Linked DNA regions of Rattus norvegicus: regions 2 and 3 are each linked to region 1. Evidence: chromatin contacts called from public Hi-C data. All regions are on one chromosome and are shown on one strand. Each heading gives the region's core, a stretch centred on a gene start, on an enhancer-like site or on the middle of the called end of the contact. The rest is flanking DNA. Distances are from core to core; before and after follow the strand shown. Region 1 overlaps Rpl12-ps2 (ribosomal protein L12, pseudogene 2). Region 2 holds the start of Pfn2 (profilin 2). Region 3 holds the start of Commd2 (COMM domain containing 2).

Evidence for each region. A called contact is a pair of places that touch in the nucleus more often than the background predicts.
Region 2: a contact with region 1 is called in a Hi-C map of kidney, with 9 times the contacts expected there. The contact joins the promoter of Pfn2 here to the enhancer-like site in region 1. A contact is called at or near these places in 11 of 12 Hi-C or Micro-C datasets (the A7r5 cell line, Schwann cells, frontal cortex and 6 more) and 1 of 1 datasets of contacts at active chromatin or transcription factors (oligodendrocytes).
Region 3: a contact with region 1 is called in a Hi-C map of hepatocytes, with 2.1 times the contacts expected there. The contact joins the promoter of Commd2 here to the enhancer-like site in region 1. A contact is called at or near these places in 6 of 12 Hi-C or Micro-C datasets (Schwann cells, frontal cortex, hepatocytes and 3 more).

What each region holds. Positions count from the first base shown.
Region 1 is chr2:144,506,926-144,510,898 of GRCr8, forward strand. All of the region lies in intron 1 of Rpl12-ps2 (ribosomal protein L12, pseudogene 2), which reads right to left. All of the region lies in intron 1 of LOC120100827 (a long non-coding RNA gene), which reads left to right. Among named protein-coding and RNA genes, the nearest start is that of Kmt5al1, 69 kb to the left of the region's middle. Within about 2 kb of position 2,451, at least 14 of the 93 cell types and tissues checked have an H3K27ac peak or open chromatin away from gene starts, as enhancers often do. A contact at or near this core is called in hepatocytes, where this site is marked.
Region 2 is chr2:144,221,536-144,225,425 of GRCr8, forward strand. Pfn2 (profilin 2) reads right to left here and starts at 1,401. Exons shown (of 3, transcript NM_030873.2): 1 at 1,140-1,401. The coding sequence starts at 1,271. The region is part of intron 1 of Rpl12-ps2 (ribosomal protein L12, pseudogene 2); the gene reads right to left.
Region 3 is chr2:144,000,885-144,004,913 of GRCr8, forward strand. Commd2 (COMM domain containing 2) reads right to left here and starts at 2,034. Exons shown (of 5, transcript NM_001109503.1): 1 at 1,909-2,034; 2 at 1,735-1,812; 3 at 1,058-1,140; 4 at 395-568. The coding sequence starts at 1,975. All of the region lies in intron 1 of Rpl12-ps2 (ribosomal protein L12, pseudogene 2), which reads right to left. It overlaps LOC108350015 (a long non-coding RNA gene), which reads left to right and starts at 2,058. Exons shown (of 4, transcript XR_005500971.2): 1 at 2,058-2,163; 2 at 2,959-3,068.

The DNA.
Region 1 (3,973 bases), core at 1,201-3,700:
GAGACCCATGTCCACTAGCTAAGCCTCGTCACCTAGAGGATTTACAGCCTTCCCCACTGGAACTTCCAGCTGGAGACCAAGTGTTCAGATGTGCGTGTGTGTAAGAGGTAACAGACTCAGACCATCTATAATCTATTGGTTCCTTTCCTCTGGTGAATGCCTACACACACACACACACACACACACACACACACACACATGCATGCAGCATGTTTCAAATATCTTTGAGCAGTTATGGAGGATTGTATAGGTGGGTAGATTAATAGCAGACAGATACATAAATTTTCAGACATCAGTTTTTACAGCTCTTTGGGATATAGAGAAAAGAGTGAAAGTGTGCTTTCTAGAGAAAATAAGTAGGTATTTAGAAACATATAAAGAATGAAGAGAGAAAGAGTTTGCCCAGAATAATTCCTGTTTGAGAGATCTAAAAGTTGGGGAAAAGTTCAATGCCGCTAGGTATGCAGTGCTTAGCACAATGTATGTAAATGTCAGTAAGTGATTAAGTATTAATTATAGAGATTAAAAACTATGGCAAAGTAACATTTTATCTCTCCCTCCCTCCTTTTCTCCCTCCCTCCCTTCCTCCCTCCTTCCCTCTCTCTTTCTATTTCTCGTGTGTTCTACAATTCCAATTATTTTTCATGGAAATTTAAAGTATTTTCTAATTTCAAGACTTTTATTTAAAAAACAGTTTTGAAAGACATTAAACCTTCAATAGTTTATGTATGAAAAAATAGGGGGATGGGCAGTGCGATGGTTGCCAGAGGAAAGGCAAGTCAGAAAAGAGATGAGGCCGTATCACAGGCTTCCATGTTTCTATAGCAATCCCTGTGAAGTTGTCTTCCTGGAAAAGCTATGGCTATCTCAAGGTGAGGTTATGGTCCCTGTGGCCTTTCAGAGCCCAGGTCTTCTCCATTCAGCAATTTTTTCTTCGTCTTAGCATCTGCATATGAGGAAAGAGACTATAGAAACAGTACATGTGCTGCCATTGACAATTGCATCCCCATATCTTTACAAAATTATTCTGCTCAAATTCAATTGTTGAAAATTAGTCACTGGGCCCAGCTAGACGTGAGTAGTGTATGAGTACGGAATGCTGGGAAATGTAGTCTCTAATGGAAACTTTGGGTCCTAAGATCCTCAGGTATGTGGCAACATACTTGTGAAAGGAAATCAGAAAGTGGAGCAGTCACTAAAAGCAGTCAGTAAAAGAAAGACTAAATCAAATCTCTTACATTTGAGAGAAGAGAAAGCGTTCAAAGAGTCCGTAAAAGATTAACCATTGAAGCCTCAGGTTTAAAAATGAGAGCTGGCTGAGAAGGTGCCTCAGTGGGTAAGGTTCATATGAATGGGGACCTCTGTTCAGATTCACACATCAAAAGCTGACTGTAACAATGTGCATCTGCAATCTCAGCTCTGGGGAGGCCGAGGCAGGAAGATCACTGGACTTCAATGGCAGCCGCACAGCTTAATCTGTGGTGGGTTGGCCTGATGCTGCTTGTATTCTAATGTTAATACTGGTTCCTCAAGACTTGGTTGCCCCAGAGACAAGAGAGTACTTTCAAGAGAACTTTTTTTTTTTTTCAGGGAAAGTCTTGTATTACAAAGAGAATCAAATTTACAAACTGGAATCGGGTAGTTTATACAGGTGGGACCAAGCTTACGAAAGATTGATCCAGCTGGAGTTCTGGGTCACCCGTGACCAATTACAAAGCATCTGTGTGCTTAAGGGCAGTGTTTTGAACACAACAGGCACACAAACTTCGTGGTGTAACAGACAGCAGGGAAAATGGGATTAATGAGTAGATGGGAAAGCAAAGCAGACAGTATGGCCGTGCCTGGGGGCTCCACTGTGGGTGGCTGGGTGGGTGAATATATGGGTGTGTGGATGACAGAGGAAGTGTGGAAGTAGAGACCTTTTTTTCTAGAAATTTACCATCACCTGGGTGGGGGACAATTGGAGACAAGCTCCACCTAGATTCCTTTTGCTCTTGGGTTTCCCAGCAGCTAGGAAGAGGACACAGAACATGTAGTTTAAAGACCCATCCCTTCTCTCTCCTTTTCCAAGATGATATAATGCCACCCCTTGGTGGACAACACACACTGTTTGAGCCCTTTACATGTTACCAGTAAAAGCTTGCCCCTGAGGAGGATTAAGCCGAGGTTGCCCAGAGGGTTAGTTCCTGGATTCTGCTCCTCTTGCGTCCCTACAGAAGTCCTGGTTGATCAGTTTCTGAGGCTTGTCTAGAAGTGGAAGAACCTGCAAGACGGTTAAGCCCCTAGCTGTCATGAGGAAGGATGTTCTTCACCCTCCTCCTAAGGACAGACTTCTCTGCGTCAATCGGGGTTGGCCGACCTGACCTTGTCCTTTCTGGCAACACAAGGGCTCTGGCCACGGGTGCAGGAAAATCCCTTTGCTCAGCTGCCAGCAGGCGGCAGGGACTGAAAAGGAGGAGCGCCACCTAGTGTCGCTTCTAAGCACGACCAAAGGCATCCAGACTCATTAACCCTCCTCAGAAGACAGGGCAGTGTGGTAACAAATTCACCTTTGCCTTCACACAATAAAAAAATACTACCCCCTTCTCTTCCTCCAAAAAATCCAGGAAAATATCCAAAGCTGCTGACATGTAGGGAAAAGGCACAAAGCGACTAATTGGACAGGAACCAAGGTGGAACAAGTTATCTCAAGAACTTGCCTGTTCGATGATGCTGAGGAAAGCACACCACGGGTCGGCTCAGACAGGAACCCCGAGAGGCACATACACTGAGCCCGGTTCATGTACAGATTCTGAGCATTTTTTTCATAATTGATCATCACATAGCTTGTTCATACATTGAATGTTAGAATACCATGTCAAACCACGGCCAAAGAGAAATGTGTAATCCACCGTGTAATTCTGCTAGTAAGGAGGCTGAAGTTAGAAAACCCCAGGTTGAGCCCAGGTTGAACACAAGTTCAAGACCAGTCTGGGTAACCTAGTGAGAATGTGGGGAAAAAAGGGATGAAGCAGTACCAGTGTTTCACATGGCACAGCATGGACAAAGCCTAAGTCCAATCTCTAGCGGGGGAGAGACAGAGAGAGAGCACATATATGATAATATAGTTTATGTGGTATATAGTGTATGTAAGGTATGTGATATGTGGTATATATGTGTGTATCTGTGGTATATGGTGGGTATATGTTGTCTTTGTATGTGTGATATGTAGTATGTATATATTGTGGTTTGTATAGATGGGATGTATGTGTGTGGTGATATAGTATATGAGTCTCGTATGTGTGGCATGTGGTATGTGGTTTGTATGAGTATGTGGTATGTGGTGTATATATGATATATTTATGGTGTATTTGTGTGTGTATATGGTGTGTGTATCTGTATTTGTGGTGATATAGTGTGTGCAGTGTGGTATTTAGCATGTGATGTGTGTGTGTGGTACGTAGAATATGTATGTGGTGTGTGTAGTATGTGGTGTACATATGTGTGATATTTGTGTGTATGTGTTATGTGGTGTGTGTATGTTGTATTTATGTGTGTGATATATGTTGTATATGTGTGGTGTGTTTGTATAATATGTATATGTGTTGATGTGTGTGGTATGTGGGGTCTATAAGCATGGGGGAGTGTGGGGTGTAGTTATACATGTGTGTGTTAGAGTGACCAATGCATATCAAAGTTCCCGTCCTCCTTCTCTTTGTTATCTTTGTTTAGGGGTTCTCTTGCTTATGGTAATGATACTCCTTGGCGGTTCGAGGGACTCTTCCTCATTTCTGATGTCACATATTTCCATGTGTTTCATGTGGACATTCTCCGTTTTTCTTATTTAATACCTGTCTTTTCCTTAATGATAGTTCTGCTTTCTGACACATTCCATGGGGAGGAAAGGACTTATTTTTCTCACAGTTCCACAGAACAGTTCATTATCAATATGTTTTTGTGGGATCTCTCTGCTCTCCTGGCTTCCTATTTCTGT
Region 2 (3,890 bases), core at 151-2,650, 290 kb before region 1:
CACAAAGGCAAGACTGCAGAAAAAAAAAGTTAAATCACCAAATGTCAATTCGCTGTAGGAATTGTGATCTCTCACATGGGGACAGGAGATCTTAAAGCACTCCTATCATGGACTGAATCCACACTGATATATTAAACCATGTTAAGTAGTAAAATGCTGAGCACCTGTGATATGGGACTTGATTTTTCCTAGGTGATGGGAAGGGAGTGGGAGTGTGGAACTAAGAAATTAAGGGAATGGTCTTGTACTTGATACTGGTGCCAAAATTTTAAAGAAGAGCATTGCATAGAAACGAGCATAACAATAAGCAGTGCTGGAGGCTGATTGACGAATATACTCCAAACGTGTGGCAACCGAGTCAAATGCCATCAAGTCACATGAAGATGAGACAACGTGAAGCAGATATCGGTATTAGTTCTTTTACTACCATCACTAAAGAGGGAGTGACTTGAGAAGTGTCACCCCCCCCCAGCGACTCCCCAGATTTTTTTTTTAAATCACCCTTAAACCATCCCCTTTTTAGAGCTATGTTGCGTAACTGGGGATAACAGTATATCGATGAATCTCTATAGGTGGAGAAGAGAAATCAATGGCAGTTCGCCATCTTGGAGGAAAAAAAAAACTATAGAGCCACAGCTGAAGTAGATTCACGATTCCACCTACGTGGTCCGCGTACCTTTCTCTCCAGCCTAGGAGGCCTGGACACCCGCAAGCCTACGCAAAGTCACTCCATTAATTCCCGGGACCCGGCCACCGCCGCCACCCACATCCCGCGCACACTGCCGAGCCAGGGCCAGCCTGCTGCCTAGGACCTCCCGCCCACACCCGGGGACCTGCACTGCAGCCCGCCGGGCTCCCCGAACGCTGAGGGGCCTCCCGGGGTGACGTCCCCTCCTCCACCCTGGCAGCCGCAAGCCGGGGCGCCGCCGGGGCGAAGAGTCCGGCCGCCCCGCCCCCGCGCGGCCTCGGGCAGCATCCCCAGGCTCAGCGGCTGGCACGGGGGCCCCCCCGGCTGCATGCCCTTCCTCAGCCGGCGGTACCCTATCCTTCAGCCCCGGCCTCATCCCCTTCCTCGCGGGCGGGCGTCCCCTTCCTCAGGCCCGCCGCACACCTGCCGGCTCGGCGCCCCCGGGCCTCACCGTGATGCTCTGGAAGACGCCCCCGGCCGTGGCTGCCCAGACGTATTTGGCGTCGCAGTAGCCGACAATGGCGGCCTCCTGGCAGCAGCCATCGCACATCAGGTTATCCACGTAGCTCTGCCAACCGGCCATCTTCGAGCCCTTCGCACTGCAGCGGGGACGGCAGGAGCAGAGGCGCAGCAGCAGCGGCGGCGGCGGCGGCGGTGGAGGCGGGGCGGGGGCGGGGAGGAGGCGGCTCTGCGCAGGCACCGACCGCCCCTCTCCGGGGAACTGCGGCGGGCGGGGACAGGACCCGCAGCGGGGAGCGCCGGGCGGCCGCGGCCGCGGGGCTCAGGGGCCAGCGGCTGAGCGACGCTTGCAGCGGGGCTGGCGACGGCCGACTCACACCGCAGCTCCCTCGGCTCTCCGCGGCCAGCGGGACGTGTACGCGCGTGCGTGCGATCCTTCCGCAGCGCAGCCGGCGAGGGTCCCGGGGAGGGCGGGAGAGCTGAGGCGGGGGCGCGGAGGGATACCGCCGGGGACAATCACGGCCCACACGTGCGGCAGGCGAGCGGGAGCAGGGCTGGGGCGCGGCGGCGGAGGCTTCACCGCAGGCTATGAGGCGAGGCAGCTTGAGTGGGCGCCGTAGGGTGCCAGAGCTCTGGGTGCACGGCGGCCGCGGTGCTCACTCCTCAAGTGCCAGCCCTGGACGCGGTATTTATTGACAGCACCGGTGTCGGGTGGCAGGGTTGCCCTGGTGACGGGATGCAGACGAGGGTTTACTCTTTGTAGTGGGAGCGGCCAGTGCGGGTTGCCCACACTTGGGGAGGTGTCTCTTGAAAGACCTTGGCCAGCTGCGCCTCGCACGCTCCTGAAATCAGAGCAGTGGCAACGGAGCAGCGCAGCTCTTTGTTGCCTCCTTTGAGTACGAGGAACTCCAGGTTCAGTGGAGCTTTTGCCCTGAACGCAGTGCTGCTAATCACACATGGGGCTCAACGGTCCAGAAATTCTAACTAAAAAAAGCAAAGCAAAGCAAAACAAAAAAACCAGACCCTATGCGTACTTGGTAACTGGAAAAGTTACTGTGCGTTAAATACATCCACGAAATACAAAGAATAGTCGAGCTAGAAAAGATTCATTGAACTAGACCAGTGGTTCTCAAACTTCCTAATGCTGAGCGTGACCCCTTAACACAGTTACCTATGTTGTGCTAACCCCCCAACCATAAATTATTTTGTTGCTATTTCATAACTGTAAATTTGCTAGTTATGAATCATAATGTAAATATCTGATATGTGCCCCCAAAGGGTTTGAGGCCCACAGGTTGAGACCCACTGTACTAAATGGTGAAAATAATTCAGAATCTACATCCGAGGAAGACTTGTATATGACAGGGTGGGAAATGGTTTAAGAGTCTCCGAACATTCTCCTACATCTTTATTAACTTTATGTGCTGGGTCTAGACTCAGCATCAGATGTTCCCCAACGATGACCAGTTTGAGGTGACAAACCCGACCTGCTTATTAAGGGAAAGAAAGCTCCAGTAGATTGCAAACTATCATCAAGTTTAAAGTTGTGGAGCACACTGACAATTTTATAATAGCATCACTGAACTTTTATTTATTATTTATTTATTGGGCTTTAAAAAAAATAATGTCTTAGAGTTCTGATCGCTATGAAGAGACACTGTGACCACAGCAACTCTTATAAAAGAAAGCATTTAATTGGGGCCTGGCTTACAGTTCCAGAGGTTTAGTCCATTCTCATCATGCCTGGAAGTATGCAGTCTGGCATGATATGGAGAAATAGCTGAGAGTTCTATGTCTGGATCCCAAAGTAGCAGGAAGAGAGCATCACTGGTTTTGAATTGGACTTTGGAAACCTCAAAGCCCACCCACAGTACCACACTTCCTCCAACAAGGCCACACCTACTAATCCTTCCCAAGTAGTGTCACTCCCTGATGACTATCCATTCAAATATATGAGCCTTTGGGGGCCATTCTCATTCAAGCCACCTCGAGTAGGACCAACAACAGAGTAGTCAACTGTCAAGTAGAGATTATTTGTCCTCATGTTTGGAAGATAGAGAATTCTCCTTATAAAGGAATCCATCCACTTCTGCCATTGTGTCCTCACCTGATTTAATCTCCCTCACTCTTTCCTATTTCTTATTCTGCCTTTTTTGCCACAACCATTTTAATTCTTACTTCTTAACTTTTATTATCACCTTAAAAACTAAAGATGGGGGGAGAAATGGTTCAGAGGTTAGGACTGGATACTCCTCTACAGGTACCAGGTTCAATTATCAGCACCCACGTGGCAGCTCACAACTGTAACTCCAGTTCCAGGGGATCTGTGGCACCAAGCATGCAGGTAGTATACATATATATGCATGCAAGTAAGATACCAAGATACACAAAATAAATCTTTTTTAAGCAATTAAAGATGGGGCAGGGTGTGGTGTCACATATCTTTAATCCCAGCTCTAGAAAGGCAGGATCAGGAGGAACTCTTAAATTTGAGGTTATGTCTTAGGGTTTCTATTCCTGTACAAACATCATAACCAAGAAGCAAGTTGGGGAGGAAAAGGTTTATTCAGCTTACACTTCCACATTGCTGTTCATCACCAAAGGAAGTCAGGACTGGAACTCAAGCAGATCAGGAAGCAGGAGCTGATGCAGAGGCCATGGAGAGATGTTACTTACTGGCTTGCTTCCCCTGGCTTGCTCAGCTTTCTTATAGAACCCAAGACCACCAGCCCAGGGATGGCAC
Region 3 (4,029 bases), core at 784-3,283, 510 kb before region 1:
AACAAAGCAAAAACAAACAAGTCTGTTTTTTAAACCATCCTCTTTTCTAAAATGATTTCTTAAAAATTTTGCAAATTAGGGTCTTTGGGATGGTTCAATGGGTTAAAGCGCTTGCTGGTATGCTTGACTACCTGAGTTCAATCCCTTAGGGCAAGCTCCTGAAAGTTGTCCTCTGACTTCTACGCAAGTGCCACTCACGCACATACATTACGTAAATACACGTAATGACCCAGAAATGAGCATTAAAATTCCTAGATTTTGTCTGGTGTGAAAACAATTCCTAGATTTCTAGACAGTTTTGTTTTCACACCAGAGCTTGGTTAAGTTGGTAAACAGCAGAGCATATAAATAATTCTTATAGTTTACATCAGATTAAAAACAGAAAAAGCCGTACCTGTACATCTAGCCGCCACTCAAGGCTGTGGTAGCTGGGAAGGCGCGGTGCTAACTCGTTCAGAATAGTTCTGATCTCCTTTCTATTGTCCAGGTAGAGCTGAAGCAATAGTTTGTTCAGTTCTTCAGAGAATCCCAGAACAAAAACAGAGTCTTGGAAATCCAGTTCAGAAATCTAAAGATAAACGGGGTTCAACAGAACACTGGAGTGTATCTTTGTTTAGTAAAGGCTAAACCATTTCTACACACAACAGTACATTATATCCTCTAATTCTGTCTAGAACATTCCTTCTACTTAAAGAAAATCATTGCCCACCATTTCAAAATCCAAGTTACTAATATACAAAATAACCTTATTAAAATGCGAAAGAAAGTAAAATGTTTAATTTTATTTACTTTTTTCCCATTAAGCCAGATACTGACTGCTGATACATTTTAAAAACTGCAATATTTCATCCTCCCCTCTCTTGAGATTTATGGGTGATGGCATATGATACAGCAATATTGACAATTATAATTTAAACTAGCAAAGAGATATTAATCTTAGATAATGCCAGGAACACTGTTTTGGTATACCGCACAAATTTGATTGAGTTAGTGATATTGTAATAGGTGCCTGTTTGAAAGGATCTGGGTAATACAATACAGTTCTCAGAAACCTTACCATGAGCTTTGAGCTCTCCGTGAGGAGATATGTTAATCCTTCCACACCATGCTGGATAGTGTCGCTACTCACATTGAGTTTTCCTAAGGAGGGGAAGAGGGAAGAAATGAACAGATCATCCATCTGTTTACAAATAAACATGTTCAATTACCCTCTTTTCAAACAGTACAATGAAAATGAGTTAAGTGGAGACTACTGTTCCTTTTCAACCCACTCCACTAACAGAGGCCTTTAATATTTCCTTCCTAGCAATCATAACAAAACACAAACCTGTGAACAGACACACAAAGCTCCCTCAAGCCGGGCAGAAGAATTCAACAGGGATGTTCTTAATCTCGCCCCCAGCTTTAGCAAAGGCAGTTTCTGGGCAGCAAATGTTAACTAAACGCTTGAATGACACTTCCACTTCTTCAGTATGCAGTATTTTATTAAGCACCATGGTATTTCTGAAAGGCAGATGGCATTGTATCTATTTTAAATATTAAGATATTTGTTTCATACTAGCTTTAAAATCACGCAGCTACTTGCAAAGTTTGCGCCATGACTGACTGCTCTGCGTGCTTTTAAAAGACTGCAAGAGGAGTAAGAGCCTAGGACTTGCAAAGGCTCCTGCGGAGAAAGAGAATAGATAGCACTTTCCAGCTCAACAGACAGAGCCTGTCCTCTCCCTTTCTTACTGGCGGCGCCTTCATAGATCTTCGGGTTTGATCCCCGTCTGAGGAACTCCACGGCGATCCTCCCAAACTCGGCGACCACTGCAACGGAAGTCAGCAGGCCGTGAGTGACGGGCTGTCCCCCGGACTGTCCCTGCCGCAAGCACCCCTCACTCCCTTATCCGCGCTGTCCCTTACCCGCGCTGTCCACTTGCGGCAGGAAGGCCAGGTGCTCCTTGTGCTCCTCGGACAAATCCAGCAGCATCTTAGCAAGTCTTCTGACTTCGCCACTCGGCGCCGGCCCCGCCCTCACCACTTCCGACCTCTGTGCAGGCAAAAAGAGGCTCCCGCGTGACGGTACTGCCCATACTTTGGGTTCCGGTTTCTGGCAGTCCTATGAGCAGGATGTCGCAGTATTAACTCTATAGCAGTGAAGGGAAGAGGTGAACGCTGGTAAGAAGAGTTTAAGGTACAAGTCTTCCATTCATTTATCATCCCGCAAAAGTGTAATATGTGGTGCTGCAGAGATGGCTCAGTGGTTAAGAGCTCTTGTTGCTCTTGCAGAGGAATCAGGTTCAGTTCCAGGACTTACATGGTATCTCTCAACCATCACAAACTGTAGTTGTAGGAGACACAACACCTTCTTGTGAGCTCCATGGACACCAGACATATATGTGATGTATATGTGTGTGTGCGTGTGTGTGTGTGTGTGTGTGTGTTGTGTATATACGTGCATATCACACACACACACACACACACACACACACACACACACACACACAGTGACTATTTTGTACACACCACAATACCTTGAGAGAAACTACACGACGATCACAGGTGTTTGCATTGGTTTCTGAAGGTACAGCCCCAACTAGGGTGACTTTGAACAGTTTGTGTAGGACTTTGTGTTATTGCAAGCCTTCATGATCCCTAAATAAGCCTGTGAACACTTCCACTTAGGCAAGAAAGGAAGCGCTTTCCTAGGCTACCCAGCCAAAGGACTGCTATGCTTGGCACAAATGGGAAGATGCTGACCAACCATACCCTCATTTACTGTGAGGTTTGCTTCGAATGGTACAAACATTTCTTCAGATTTAGAAGCTGGTTGCTCAGTTGGTGAACAGGTAGGGATAGACCCACCCACACACACAAACCCCATCACCACCCTATATACAGTATCTCTTGCAGCTACAACTTTGGACCCAATAAAAGGCTTCTCTCTAGTGGCCTTTTCTTGCCCACTTCTAGAAGCAGATACAGTGCTGTAGCAGCAATGATAAAAGCAGCCAAGTGGCAACAGACACAACAGCCGAGCATCCTGAACATCAAGCCATAGAAGTGACTGCACGAGCTGAGAGGTAAGAATGGTAAAACAACCAGTTTCTTAGGAACTGAAGAGCGGTAGAAGATTCTAAAAATATCAGACTGGCTGGGTAAGATGGCTCAGTGGGTAAAAGTTGCTTGTTGCATGCAAAGCCTGAAGACCTGAGTTCAACCCCTGAGACCCGTATGGTAGAAGAGAAAGCTGGCTCCTGTGATTTCTTCTCTGACTTGTCAAAGCACATTGTGGCACATGTGTTCACATAGAAACACACTCCCACTCTGTCTCCCTCTTTCTCATTCTCTGCCTCCTCCTAATGTAATAAAAATAATTTTAGAAATAATCTAGCCGCAGATGTAGCAGAGGATGGCATTGTCTGACATCCACAGGAGGAGAAGCCCTTGGTCCTGTGAAGGCTTGTTTCCCCAGTGTAGGGGAATGCCAGGGTGTTATGGTGGGAGTGGGTGAGTGGGAGGGGGAGCATCCTCATAGAAGCAGGGGGAGGTGGGTTGGGAGAGGAATGACTCAGGAAAGGGGATAGCATTTGAAATGTAAATACATAAACTATCCAATAAAAAAATAAATTTACAAAAAAGGCTCAAAGAGTAGCTGCAGGCTTTGGTTGCTGGAAGAGTTCTTGAGTTCTAGGCAGCCAGTGTTTTCAAATACCCTGGCCCCAGGAGCTGCAAAATTGGCTATCACCAAGGGGTGAGGAATTGGACACCTGCTTATTTAGAATCTTCAGTGCTGACTACTGCCCAATACTAAGGAATCTTGATTCTTTTTTCCCTTATAAAAGAGCTGCAATCCTCGTAGCACCAAGGGTCTTGGTATTGCAGACCTATACGAGAGCCATGAATTTTGTAGAGGTAAGGATTCCACCACGTAATGTTAGATTTCTGAAGAGGCACAACGTTACATTTCTGAGGCAGTTTAAACAAACAGCTTAAGGAGGCAGAAAACAGACCAGTCTGACCTCAACAAATGAAGCGTCTTAT